2 separate regions of the Sus scrofa genome follow, and region 2 is linked to region 1. A link is a contact called in public Hi-C data. All regions are on one chromosome and are shown on one strand. The core of a region is the stretch at or near the end of the contact, and the rest is flanking DNA. Distances in the headings are between cores, read along the strand shown.

Evidence for each region. A called contact is a pair of places that touch in the nucleus more often than the background predicts.
Region 2: a Hi-C map of omental adipose tissue shows a contact between it and region 1, with 2.1 times the contacts expected there. The contact joins two enhancer-like sites. A contact is called at or near these places in 3 of 47 Hi-C or Micro-C datasets (embryonic fibroblasts, omental adipose tissue and subcutaneous adipose tissue).

The regions. Positions count from the first base shown.
Region 1 is chr6:8,018,912-8,026,142 of Sscrofa11.1, reverse strand. The region is part of intron 3 of LOC106510465; the gene reads right to left. Among named protein-coding and RNA genes, the nearest start is that of DYNLRB2, 360 kb to the right of the region's middle. Within about 2 kb of position 5,287, at least 3 of the 83 cell types and tissues checked have an H3K27ac peak or open chromatin away from gene starts, as enhancers often do. A contact at or near this core is called in omental adipose tissue, where this site is marked.
Region 2 is chr6:9,522,178-9,529,091 of Sscrofa11.1, reverse strand. The region is part of intron 8 of WWOX (WW domain-containing oxidoreductase); the gene reads left to right. Among named protein-coding and RNA genes, the nearest start is that of WWOX, 350 kb to the left of the region's middle. Within about 2 kb of position 3,866, at least 4 of the 83 cell types and tissues checked have an H3K27ac peak or open chromatin away from gene starts, as enhancers often do. A contact at or near this core is called in omental adipose tissue, where this site is marked.

The sequences.
Region 1 (7,231 bases), core at 4,038-6,537:
TTTGCTTTTTAGGGCCACACATGCGGCATAAGGAAGTCCCCAGGCCTATGCCACAGCCACAGCCACACCAGAGCCAAGCCACATCTGCAACTTAAACCACTGCTCACGGCAACGCTGGATCCTTAACCACTGAGAGAGGCCAGGGATCGAACGCGCATCCTCAGGGATACTAGGCGGGTTCATTACCGCTGAGCCACGACAGGAGCTCCTCTTCTATTTTTAAAATCAATTTTTTGCACGTTGCATGCTGGCCATAATCCATTAGTACAATAATATAAATGTATTTTTATCTGTATCATGTACTTTTAAAAATGAGTGTGTACATATACAATGTCTATGTATCTACACACACACACACAACACATACATGTTCAAAACAGTCTGGAGACCAATCTGGAATACTGACTCCTTGGGGAGTAGGTCTCTTAGCTTACCTTCTCTGGCTTCTGTCTTCCTGAGCTTTTGGCAGGAGAACAATAGCAAATCCCTCAAGAAGAGAGTCTAGGTTTCTGTGTCATGGCTCAAAGGGGAGCCACATGCTGCAGGTGCCAGGAGTCAGTGCCCTAGCCGAAGGCAGCTATGGATTTCACTTTCAAAGGCTCATGTATGTTCTTGTTCATGCCCTTTGCCCAAACACGAGCTATGCCAAGTGAGGCATATGCCTTCTCCAATACCGCCCGCTCTGTGTCGAGTCCTATGTTTAAGCAAGCTAATAAACTCATCAATTCCTTCATTCAATGAATATTTATGGAGTGTCTAATAGATCTGCTATTGTTCTTGGCACTGGGACTCAGCAGTAAGCAAGGAAGATGAAGTCCTGCCACTCATGACCTTACTTTCTTACGGGGATAGCAAAACCCAACATAAGCTGGCACGTAAGAATGAGGATTGTCGGTTTCATGAAGTCTACACAGAGGACTCAAAGTCATGTTCTGGAAAGAAACAAGGTGAGACTGGTAGAGAAGGTTTCTCTAACTGGGCAAGTTCCCCAAGGTTTAAGCCCCATACATTCCACCTTTGGAAGTTTCTAGAAGATACGCTCTATAAAACATGGGGAGAAATCAAGAGGCGGACACAGGACTCGGGTCAACGGACTCAGTGTGAGAAGGACTCAGCTTGCTCAGTGACCAAGCTGTGAGCCCACCAATCCAGGCTGGAGCAGGTCGGGGGAAGGCTGAGAGAGGTTTTCAAGAAGGTGGGGTGGGCAGAACATCCTCGTTTGAGAGGATTTACACAAACGGTGGGCAGGATTGGCAGAAGAACAGTTACGCTGAGACCTGTGCAAACACTAATAATAACAGCAACAACGACGATGAGGGAAACGGTCAGCTTCCAAAGAAACAAATCCCTAAATGGAAAAAAGGCATCAGACTAAATATCATGTCTCAGTTCTGAGGAGAGTTTACACAGTCATTACAATACAGCCGTCAAATACCCAGCCTGGTAAAGTTATACGTCAGGGTGCTGGCAGGATGGGGTCTGGGAAACATGGATGTATATACAGCGGACCCTGGAATGTGGGCAGGGTTGGGGGGCTGCTATGAATGAAGGCTCGACTCTCCTCTTACACAGCTGGAAGAAACCAGAAAAAAGATAACGCCTAAAACCCAACATGTGGTGCCCAGAACTGAACTCCCAGAAGGACTTGGCCATGGAACCAAGACCCCTCCATTCTGAACAGAGTCATTAAAGCAGTGGTTCTATAAAGGCTGAATCTTGGCTTTATTTCAGTACCCCGACTTCCCACCCTTGTATTCACTGCTACTTTTTGATTGAGCTGTGCTTACACACACACACACACACACAAACAACATAAGACCATGACAGGTCCAACAACGAAGCTTGGAGACACGGTGATACAGCCATATTTTGGCAAAGACCATAAAATTCCCCCTTTTCGCTTCCCTCTGGCCAGCTCTCCCCACCCTCACACCATCCCATAAAAGACAGAGCAATTCACAGAAGAACACATGGTGACTTTAAGAAATAAATGCTCAGATCACAAATGTTTCCATGTAGTGCAAGCAATAACATTAGCCCGGCCCCTCTTTTAATTACATGGTTTGGCCATGCATATATTCACAGACATTTTTAGTAAGGCAGTGGACTTTTATTTAAACGTGTAATATAAAGAGCTCTCCTACAACTGCTGATCGGCACTTCTTTCTTATTTATTGCCTTCCCTTCTCTCATGCTCCGGTCTTGCCCCAACAATAAAATCCCACTTAGCACTTACTTTTTCCAAAAAAACATCATTTTTCACCATCTTAGGGGTGAAGAAAAGAGGACACAGAGGGGGTTTCTTTCTTTCTTTCTCTCTTTCTTTCCCTTTTTTTAAGAGACTAACATTCTTCTCTTCTCCCAAATATTTAATCATAATTATATTAAGAAACATTTATAAAAAGTTAAGTAATAAAATTAAATAGGTTGGAGAAAAACAGAGAAGCAGACAGCAAGGATTAAGTGTAGTAATATAAAGGATAGATTATATTTAATGAAAATTTCCTCAGTGTTCAACATTTTTATTATACTTAATAGAGCTAGGCTTCATTTTTGTCTCCAGTAATTGTGTGTCCATAATGAATGGCCATTCTTATTCCCCCATTGAGCCCTGACAGAAATTAATAAACCTAATTCTGTAGGTTTAAGTTTAATTTTGTTGAAATATATAAAGTAGTTACATATTCACTTAGCAGCCAACCGAAATGCAGCAGCCTTAAGCTTCTCAGCAACTTTATAACGAGGGAATTGTTTTCTGGATCTTTCTCTTCTTGCTCCCTCCTGCTCTGCTGTGAGCCTTGTTTGTGACTCGTCCAGCTCCAGGGGACATGCGTGGCCACGGGGGGGGAACAGTGGTCCGGGTGAATGTTGTAGAAGGTACAATTATGTGTCTAGTCCTTTTCCAGGAAGAGCTGTTAATGATTGCCGAACCATCTCTTGTTGGTTTACAGTTTGATCAAGAAAGTAGGTAATAAAAGAATGGGGGATGGGCAGCAGACTGGGGGATGAACACCGATGGCCAGAGTCCAGAGAGCATGGAATCTCCTTTCAGGGCTTCCATGAGAAACTGGGAAATTAGAAGGAATTCAAAGGAGCTGTATTAACGGGATCACGTCCGGCCAGTCCGCCAGTAACTGACTATAAGGTCTTCCTGGAGGAGAAAAGTCAGCCACATCTGGGGATCATCTTTGCCCCCCTCCAGCTCTCCCTCTGTATCCCTCTCTCCATCAGTTCATTCATACAAACACACACGGGTGTGACTCTATCACATATTCATTCTCAGTGTAGGAATACAATGACCAGCATCACCCAACGCGATCCCAAAGCTGATGGTGTTTCCCATTAAGGGGTTTTTTTGTTGTTTGTTCTTTAAGGTAATTCATAAATAAAAGTATGATTAGGGGAGTTCTGAGGGAGAGAAGACACACACAGAAGGAGACACGCATGTGAGGCTCAATAAATGCTCTCCTGGGGAAATTACAATAGGGACGAGACCAAGGCAGAGGAGGAAGTGGGCCTGAAAAGGGGGGTGTCGATGGCGTCCCAGGACGGGCGCCCGCAGAAGGGGCCGCATGATGCTCTGAGGACCTGAGAGGGATGGGGGGGCAGGAGAGGTTGGAGGATCAAGGGTCTGAGAAGTGGCCCCACAGACCACTCTAAGGAACTGGGTTTTATTCCCATCGAAGGGGACAATCCAAAGGCCCCCCACGGGCGAGACCCTTGCTCAGAGCCACCGTTACGAGCACTGGGTGAAAGAAGGCTCCGGGAAAGCCTGGGTGTACCATCTTCATTTGCTTTAAAAAATGAGAAGACTGTCAGCAGGAAGTTTAGTCAAAGCGTGAGCACCAACCAGTCAAGCCTCCTGACTCCAGGTGTCTTTCTCCCTACACCTTATCAGCCTTCTTTTCCTGGAATCCCTATCAGCCCCTAGGACCAACCTCAATCTATGGAGGTCAAAGTAACATGCCCATGAACTTCCCTCTGAAGCCGAAGGTCACTGCATACAGCTGATAGCTTCAGAATGCTTTCTAGTAATGTCTGCAAAATAGTCTAATAGACCGAAAGGATGAGGTGACGTTCTGGACCACGCAGCGGTATCTGAAAGGAATACCACAGCGATCCCCCATCACAGAGAAGCTATGTGAAGGTGGCTGCCTGGAAGTCATCACCTCACACCCTCCATCTCGTTCTCCTGGGTTACTTCCACACAAGAACGGAGTTGGAGCCTCCAATCAGGCCCCGCACAGCCATGCTGGGCTTCCAGAGGCTACAGACCAGGGCCCAGCTCTTGCCTCACACAACTGCAGGTCCCTGGACGAGAGCTTTCCTCTCACTGGGCCGCCGTCTCCAGGTGGTGGGTTCTAAGGCCTGACAATTTCAGCATCTGAGTTTCAGAAGGAGGAGTCACCTCAAAAAAGAGGCCCTGGTCACCGCCTAACAGTGACATGCTGTCCCACTGACCCCTCAGCAGGCCATGCTTGGCCACCTCATCACAGCAAAAGGGAGAGACAAGAGGGAGAGACAGGAGGCAGCCAATTCCAGCTGCTGTGTGACCTCAGGCTGGGCTTGACTTGAGCTGACTTTGCTGGGCCTCGTTTCCCTCATCTAGCAAACGTGCGTCAACCAATGTGCCTGGCCGGACTGCTGTGGACATCAGAGAAGACGTCTGAACATGTGCTCAGACCCTGACTGACACAGATGCTCCCTAAACATCACACGCCATGCCCGCTCTTCTTTCCGCCCGTCCTTTCAAATATCCCTTCTTCCCTTCCTCCTTGGCTCCCCTCTCTTCCTTCCACCCTTCATTTTATCCTGTTTCTCTTTCCCACAGGGAGTAAACGCAATAGTTCTGGACAGGCCACCTCCACCCCCTCCTTTCTTGGGGAATCTAAGATATGAATTTCTTTGGCCAAATGCAAATGGGAATTTCAGACCCCAGGAATGATTCCAATCACTGGTGTGGCCGAGAGCTTTTTCGGGCCTTCATACCTCTGTGGATCTGCACTGATCTGATTCCACTTTGAGAGCTTTCTGGGGGTGTGGGGGTGGGGGGAGAGAGACCCCTGAGTGAGAGGTTCAGGAGTGAGGACGAGTGCCATGGAGGAGAAAAGGAGGTGAGAAGGACACAGCTTGGTCTCTGAGATCCAGCCCAGGATGGGTCGCCCGCCAAGCCTTCTCCAAACCAAAATCTGCCTCCCGTGGGGCCCAAAAGATTAAAGCTGTTATTTTGCTGCCAAGGTTGCAAGTTCAAGTACATTGAGTATGCATGTTGGGGAAACGTACTGTCGAGATAAGAGCAGCAGATTATCTTGAGAGTGTTCCACTGGCCCTGCCCTCCCTCACTTCTCCCTGAGCCCCGATCTCTCCCCGCTGGGACCCCGGCACTGCCGAGACCCAGACTCCAGCACCGCAGCCCCCACGTACCCAGCATGCAGTGCAGGGCCGTGGGGATGTCTCCTGGTCAGTGGAGCAATCAGCAACCTGATCGTCAGCTGCTCTCAGTCTCCCGCCTTCCCATAGACACCAAAAAAGGCGGAATTTAAGATTCCAGAAATCCTAAGCAGCCCCTTTTCCAGACTGGAGGAAAGCTTGCGGCAATGTGTGACAGAGTTTGGCATCGATTCTTACCAAAAAGAAATATTCAAAACTTTCTTTCTGTAAGTTTGTGAAGGAACAGAAGGTTTAGGAAATACCCAAGGTTGGCCCTGCCCAGGGAGGTAAGGGCTGGACAGTAGCCCTTTTCTACTGGGGCAGGGCCATCCTTGGGAAATGCTCCTACCTGTCTCAGGAAGGTAAAAGCCGAAAAGTCAAGAGTCAACAGGACAGTGTTCCTGAAAACACCAGTGCGTGTGCACGTGATGGAATGTTATAATCCAAGGTACTTCAGCTATCTGTACATCAAATGATTCATCCAGCTCACCCAGCAGTCCATCCACCCTCACACTGAACCTCCCATCCATTCACCCGTCCACCCATCCATTAGTCCTTCTATCCACTCATCCATCCATCCAACCACCCATCCACCCCTCTACACCTTGGTCCATTCTTCCATCTATCCACTCACCCAGCCTTCCACTGAACCCTTAGTCCTCCCACCCACTCACCCATCCTTCCATCCATCCATCCCTCTCCCCATGAGTCCTCCTTTCATCTACCTATCCATCCGTCCTTCTATCCATCCCTCACTCCCTCCATCCCACTCATCCATCCATCCACCTTCCCATCCATCCATCAATACGTCTACACAGCAACAGATACCCATCAATCACTTTAGCATTTTAGGCTCTTAGATGATACCTTGATTTTCCACAGTGAACCAGCTGGACACACTTCCTGCCACATCAAGTCCTCAGCTGAGGAGAGATATGTGGGTAAGTAAACAATCTACAGAGCAATGTGGAAAGTGCTGAGACAGGAGGAGTTCGAGGTGCAGGCAAAGAACATCCGAGTGACACAGAACTTGGGTTTGGAGTCACCAGTCACAGCCTCTCTGAAGAAACTCTTCCTGGGCATAAGAAATAACCCTGTCGAGAACCGTGGGGAGCTGGGCCGAGGAAGCAACATGCGGCTCTACCGTGTACTGAGCACCAGTTGTGAGCCAGACACCAGGCCTGGCACAACACTGATTCTTCTTTAGTCGGTTTTCACAGCAACTAGAGAAACCTGAGGCTCTAGGCAGATGAGCGGTCTGCCGAGTGCCTCACACGAATAGCCAACTTCAGAAACCACCTGGTTTTCTCCTGCTCCCATGGCCTCACTTTGTGGCTTCTTCAGGAGGTCCCCTGCCCCATGCTTCTCTCTAGGACGGTCAGGGAATTGGGAACCACAGGGTTTTGACACATTCTCCAGCCAAGGCGGCTTGAGGAGGACTCTGGAGTCAAAGGAACGTACACCCCAATTCCTCTCTGACATCTACAAGCAGCGTGCCTTTGGAGAGGAACCGCTCTAAGCCTCAATGTCCTAGTCTGTCAATGGGGATAATAATATTATCTACATCAGAGCTTTATGAGAAATTAAATATGCAGAGTGCTAAGTTCAATGCATGTGGCTATGTTACTATTTCATACAGAAATTACACACAAGTAGTCTCTACACAAGTGGCCTTGAGTTGTATGAAGGGAGACACACAAGATACAGAGGCAAGATGTCTTAAGAGCTTTCGGTGGAAGCTGAACAAAGGGGCCTTTGTGTGCTCCTGTCCTTCAGCCAGAGGGGACACGTCAGGGAAAGG
Region 2 (6,914 bases), core at 2,617-5,116, 1.5 Mb before region 1:
GCCGGCCCCCAGCCCCTTCTGTTTTTAGTCCTCTTGGCTCCTGATCCATCTCTTGGCTCTTTGCTTTCCTTAACCTTCCTAAAGGACCAGGTGGGCTCATGGGGATGTCCTGTCCTTGGTGACCACAGAGGCTGAGGGTCGCTCCGCAGCTGCCTTTGGGTCCGCGTGCTGGGTTAAGGGATGGGGGGTGGGGGTGCCTGCATGGTGGCTCCGAGCTCCTTTCTGGCTCTTCTTCGACCCTTGCTCCTACCATGTAGCAGTTGTCCATGCCTTTCCCACTTCCCCACCAGGATTCGCCTCTTCACGAATGAGGACTGGGTTTTGTTTGTTCGTCTGTACTTTGAGTGCCCAGCAGAGGACTTGACACCCGCCACGGTAGACTGCACCCATGGAATGGCCTCGGGAAGAGAATGAGCTCGAGGCCGTGTAGGTGCCCTTTCCTCTGGGTGTTGAGAACTGGAATTTCATGCCGTGGGGCTGGGCCCCTCCCTCACCGTTCATCTTTATGTGCTGTGAGTAGCCGTTCCTGCGTCTGGCTAGCTAGGGTGAAGTGGTGCCAGACCGCTTCCATTTAGCGGCCTCCCTGCTCTGAGTCTTTAGGTAGGAGGTAGGAGAGGAAGATGGGGAGAGAAGCTTTGATTCTGCCCAAGGAGAACGGAAAGCAAATCAAAACCGTGGAAGAGTTGAGCAGGCAAGCCTGGTCCCGAGCACCTGTTGAGGGTTTTGCTGTGTGATGTCACCGCGAGAGGCACAGCTGGCCCCGCCGTCGCTTGCCTGCGGAGGGCTTCGCCGGCCTGCGTTTGCTGCTACCTACAGTCAGCGCAGGGCTCGTTGTGTGCGTGAGCGTGTGCGCAGCTGGGAAAGATGGCCTTTAAAAAAACTGTCTGGATTGCTTGGCATTTGCCACGGGTGTTAAGTCTCCATCCTGGTTGCCAAGATTAAATTGAATTGTCCCCACAGCCGTTGGGTTTCATGGCGCACGGCACGTAGGCGCCTTTTTGCACTGGGTTCTTCCGCTCTCCGATCCTTCTTTCCCCGTTCATCTACCCCTCTTCTTTCCTTATGTACCCCACGCTCCTCACCGAGTTAGCCGTGGTACCATTTCACCGCGTCTGGCAAACCATGGCAGGGTGTGCCAGGCGTGCGCTGCTGGAGACCCCTGAGCATTTGTGTAGTGACAGGAGTGGGCAGATGCCTCACTCTCCCTTACAAGACGGGGGGCTCATTTCGGGTGTTCTTGTGATTTTTTCCCAGCCGCCTTCCAGCTGGACTGGCTTTTTTGGGGAACACGTGGACGTTTGTGTTAGAAGCTCCAGTCACATCCTTCAATCCCAAAGCTTTTTTTCCATGGTGAATTACACAGGCAGTGTTTTCCAAAATTGTCATTGATCAGTACAGGCCCAGAGAGAACACTCTGGACAACCCCTGACGCCACACCTGCGACGAGTTGATAGTTCCTGGCTCAAAGAAGTTCCAAGAGAAGGAATTCAAAGCCAGCGTGTTTCTCTCTCTGGGCATCGAGCAGTGCTGCACCACGCTCAGGTTCGCTGATGTTTAGCTTGGACTCAATCCCAGCCGGGGCAGCGGGCACAGCCTTGCTGGGTCAGATGCGGGAGGCTTTTATCCTCAAGTCTTCAACAGCGAAGAATGTCGGGCCGGACAGAGGGTCAGCTGGGTACCAGCGATTGAAGTTCTCAGTTACTGCCCACAGAAATCTGAACTTGGAACACAAGCACCCTTCCTTCTGCACGGACCTTTTTTTTTGGTATAATGAAACCATTTTTGGAAGAGTGCCTGCCTGTTATGAAAAAGCAGGCAAGCTGGTTTGGATATCTTTGTTTGTGTAAACATTTTGGTGTTATTTGTGAAAATGATCAGATGCTGGTGGGGCGGGCAGGCTGACCACGACTCCGCCTGCCACAGCTGCACAGAGGGTTTGTTTTTTTTTTTTTTTTTTTTTGAAACATACGTGGGAGATGGGGAAGAAATCCACAGTAAAGACTTGGTACAAAAAGCCATGCAGGCTGCCACTGTGCCCAGCTTTCCTTCCCATTGTGCCCTGGCTTTCTTGCTGGCTCTCTCCCAAACAGGGATCTCCTGCTTCAGCTGGACCCGCGGATCACCTGGGAAATTCTTTCAAAAGAGTGACGCTCCAGGCTAATTGAATCCAGATCTCTGGTGGGCGAGGATGATGGGTTTTGTAGGGGAAGTGGGCGGTGTGGGCCGAAAACCCCGAAGTGCCCCCATCTTTAGATTTCGTGATCTGGATGGAGAGAGACTTCTTCCTCGAGTTTTGGGTAGAAGGTTTCTGGGGGTGTTGGAGCTGGGCCGCATCCCCTTGGACAAAAGGGAGAGTGGACTTCCAGCCTGAGCCAGGCTTGGCGGGCATCGCTTCTCTGGGGGCGTTTACTGTTTCCTTGTCTTCCTTCTCCTGGTCACTTCTCAGGTCTCTGGACCTTTACAGGGTGTGCCTGCCCTCAGCAGCCTTTTTTTTTTTTTTTAAAAAAAAACAAAACAGACAGAAGCAGCTTCATCCACACATAATGCACTCACCATATAATTCATTCATTTAAAATGTACAATTCAGTGTTTTTTGGTGTATTTACAGAGTTGTGCGTGTATCACTGCCATCAGTTTTAGAATATGTTTATTAGCCCCAGCAGGTCCACACTCCTTGGCCCTCACCTCAGTTACCCCTTCTCCCAGCCCTGGGCAACCACTGGCCTGCTTTCTCTATTAGTGGATTTGCTGGTTCTGGACATTCCCTATAAACCGATGGTGCAACATGTGGTCTTTTGTATCCGGCTTCTTTCACTTAGCAGAATGTTATCAAGGCTCATCCCGGTTGTAACATATATCAGTGCTTTGCGGTTTTCTCTTTTTCTCTTTTCTTTTCTTTTTTGGCTCTGCCCGTGGAAGAGCCCAGGCCAGGGATTGAACTTGTGCTGTAGCATCGACCCAAGCCTCTGCCGTGACAACACCAGATCCTCAACCCGCTGTACCATAGAAGAATTCCCGTACTTTGTTTCTTTTTATGACTTCATAATATTCCTTCGTGTGGGTGTACCACATTCAGTGCATCCATTCATCACCTGACGAGCATCTGAACTGTTTGCAGTTTCTGGCTGTTAGGAATCATGCTGCTCTGAGAATCTGTGTACATGTCTTAGAGTGGATTATCTTTCCATTGCACTGTTTTTTTACAGCATGTCCTAAGCAGTATCGCCTCAGCCATTAGGGAAGTGTCTTAAAATGTTTGGCATCAGAGATAAGTCATTATTCCAAAGTGGACAGCTCTGGGTCAGGGGCCAGGAGACCTGGGGGACCCTGTGCGCCTGCTGGTTGTCCTCGGACTGTGAGTGGCTCAGCTCTTGAGAAGAAGGAAAGCACTCACAGCTCCTCTCCTAGGCCTCCTGCTTCTAGAGATCACGCACTTTGCGAGAGAGGTGGTGCCATGTCCCTGGATCCCTACAAGACATCAGTATTGTTTGTGTGATGAATGAGTCCACGCCGTGGCTATTGAATGTATTTGCACCTTCTAACAGTGTCGTCTTGCCTGTGTCGCTGACTGGTTTTGAGATTTATGAGGCCTCACTCAGAAGCAATGTGTGTCTGGATTAAGGGAACCTGAGAATCACTATTTATGTCTGACCCGAGGAAGTTCCCTTTAAGCTGCTTATCAGAGGTGCATGCTGAGAGCATGATGGGAAGATGGAGTCTTCCATCCGCTGGCAAAATCTGGAATCTGCTCTCACTCCATTTTAACTGGAGTGACAATAAGCTAACAGACCCATAGGTCTACCCGGAAGTATCTGCTGACAGCTTCACTTTTGTAAATTGAGTTGAAAAACTACCTGTGCTCTAATTCTGATTTTTCCCGATACTCCAAGTCTTCAGTGTGGATTAAAACATCATCCCTTTTTGTAAAAATCGAAACAAAGCAACTTTGATCTAGGTGATTTAGGAGAAACTAAATATGCCTCTAATTTCACTACCAGTATAGTGAATATTTATTTTCCACTTAAAGGGCTATCAGTGCTCCACGATTTTTGCATTTGCAATTTGAAAGCTACCAGAAAATTTCCACATTATTAAAAAATTAAGTTTCTCTCGAAAATATTCCCTGTGCAGACGCTAACACATGTGTATGCACTATTTCACCACCAGGGGGCATTGTGGTTTGACTGTCCATTTAAACAGCCCACATTCTATCAGTTTACCCAGGAAATAGAAGGCCTGGGCATATTTCTGATTCCTTCCAAGAAGGAGCCATATCTGGGAGAGAACAGATGTCGATTCTTTTTCCTTACTAGCAAACGGTAGTGTTGTCAAATTTGCTAAACTTAGCCAGTCGAAGATTAACATGCAGTATATAATATGCATGTGCCTAACTGTACAATAAGTAGTAAATCACATTTTTATGCTTTCTCTGAACTTGGAAGCTGCAAGTTATTTTTTTTTTATTCCCTGGGTGTGATGAAATAAATAACATTCAAATACATTTTAAAGATGTCAGTCAGCGGGGGGAAAAAAAGTGCTTGGCAACTGTGTTTGATAGATTTCTTTTATGATTAATTCTCCTATTAAGTTTTAATGACTTTAAAGATATAAAGCTAGAAACCACAAAACTAGGCATGGTTAATAAATAACTGAAATTCCAGGTGTATAGAAATGCATGTGTGGAAAAATGAAATCGTATATTCTCTAGGATGTATGAGGAAACGGCTCTCTGGAGAGTCTAGAGAGTCAAATATCCCCAAAAGGGAGGGGACAAGTTTAAAAACAGGGAACTCAAGGAGATTGTCTTCCTTTAGGAAAATCCTAGGAAAAACGTACTCTCTAAGATTAACCAATGTAAAGTAAATTATCTTACGAGCCAGTAATTTTCAGCAAGATGGTGGTTCTCTTGGATGGAATGCATTTCTCCATTTTGGCTTTTTAAAGTGTCTCTGTCCACAATTTCAAGTATTTCTCCCAGTTCCTCTTCACACTTTTCTCCCCAGGCTCATCTGGCCTGGAAGATGTGTGCTGATTCATTGTTTTGTAAATGTTCAAAAGCCTGCCTGGTCCCAGGAGTGGGGATCGGAGTGGCAGTATTTCAGCAATGCTCTCTCTCTCTCTCTTCTTCCTCCTGCACCCAGAATGTATGAACCAGGACTCAGCTCCTGCACAGAACATCTCTGGGAGTCGGGGAGAATTGAAGAATCAATTCTAGTTTCCACGTGGCAGGAGTGAGGCTTGCCTGGGGCTGGCGGGGTCCCCCACTCCCTGAAACACCCCCTCCACGTCCGAGCCTGTGTGTTCACGCTGGGGGCCTCTGCAGCAAGCACAGCTGGATTTTTTACTTTCTAGACCATCTCAATTCGAGGTCTTAAACTGAACAGTTTAGAAACCAAACAGACATGAATCAACATGAAGAATAACTGGGAAGAGTTACGGGGCCCCCAGAAGAATGTATAAATGTGTGTGTTTTTGTATCTGGTTATGTGTATGTTTTCATGCCTCAAAAGAGACACATGGTATATTTCAATCCATTCCCGCCACGAAGGACTTTTATTCTTGAGTGTTTCCGAGTCCCCAAAGCACAATAGATGCCATTTGGAACCTTCACACGAGGCAGCCCCCACACTTCAGAACTTCAAGTCGAAAGATCTTTTAAGTCCACAAAACTTATTTTTCAAAGATCTTGGCCCATTCCAAATGAATACTGATTCCCAGCCTCTCAAATGCCTGGAGTGAGAAAACAGGGAATATTGTTCTTTTCTGTTTATATTATTTCATACTGAGTTAATACACTTGCCAAGAGTCCAGGCAGCTTCTGGCCTGACAATGCCTTATTTAACCAGCCTAGTTTTGAGAATAAAGTCAGGGTCCTCCCCCCCCCCCCCCCAGGGCCCTCCCAGCAGTACTCAGGTCACTTCTGAGTTGGAAGAAACCAAAGCAAATAAAGCGAATCTGTTTCTCTATGAAAATCATCTTTTTTTTTTTTTTTTTTTTTTTCCTGGGCTAGGACCCAGATTTGGCCCTGGCAAGCAGGACAGCCTGGCCCCACACCGGAACCTCAGTTCCTCCTGGGTTTCAGAGAACTGGAATCCCCAGGCCCAGCCTCTCCCGGCCAAGGAGCCTCACCAGAAACTGAGGCTTCCGGCTCGCTCCCAGCCTGGAGACTGCAGGCCAGTCTGGCTGGCAGATGCTCCTCCAGCCCTGGCCGCATCTCGGTGCTGTCCTGGTACACGGAACGCCTTAGCTTGAGGCTGGAAGAAACTCCACGCGTTTGGCCCAAAAGAGGCAACTCCTTCCAGCTGGCCCGGGCGCTGGGCCTTAACAGTGACCCAGATGAACTGATTTTGTACAGAGTGGGTGGAGAGGACCCTGGGGACCGGGGGTTGGGGGGGAGGAGGGAAAAGCCGGCGCTTGGCTCCGTGCACAGCGTTTCCTTGGCCGAGCTCCAGGGGAGAGACGGGATCCAGGGCGAAGGGCCCTTGCAGACCCCCTACCCCCACCCCGCATGCCCGGGCCTTCCTGCTGGACATCGGATCGGCCCTGTGCCCCGAAGACAGTCCCCTCGCCAAGCAGGGGCTGCCCAGGAAGGGAGGCCATGGGCTTCACGTGTGGAGGGAGTGGCTCCTGTGGACATGAGAAGACGACACCAAAGGCTGGGACATTCCTCCAAATAGAACTCGGGGCCCCCGCCCGCCCCGGAGACGTAAAGGCCGCGCTGCCTGCGCCCCCACATGCGCACTCTCTACGGCGCGCCCGCCTCCGAAGCCAGGGCGCCCAGGGCCTTGGCCCCGCTCTCAGATGAGGAGTGGCGCTCGTGTGAGCCTGGCACTGTCTTCTCACCCAAGAGAAGGAGAAAGGCAAAAGGAAAGAGCCTGAGCCGCCTCCTTTTAGATGCCCGCCACCCCCAGATG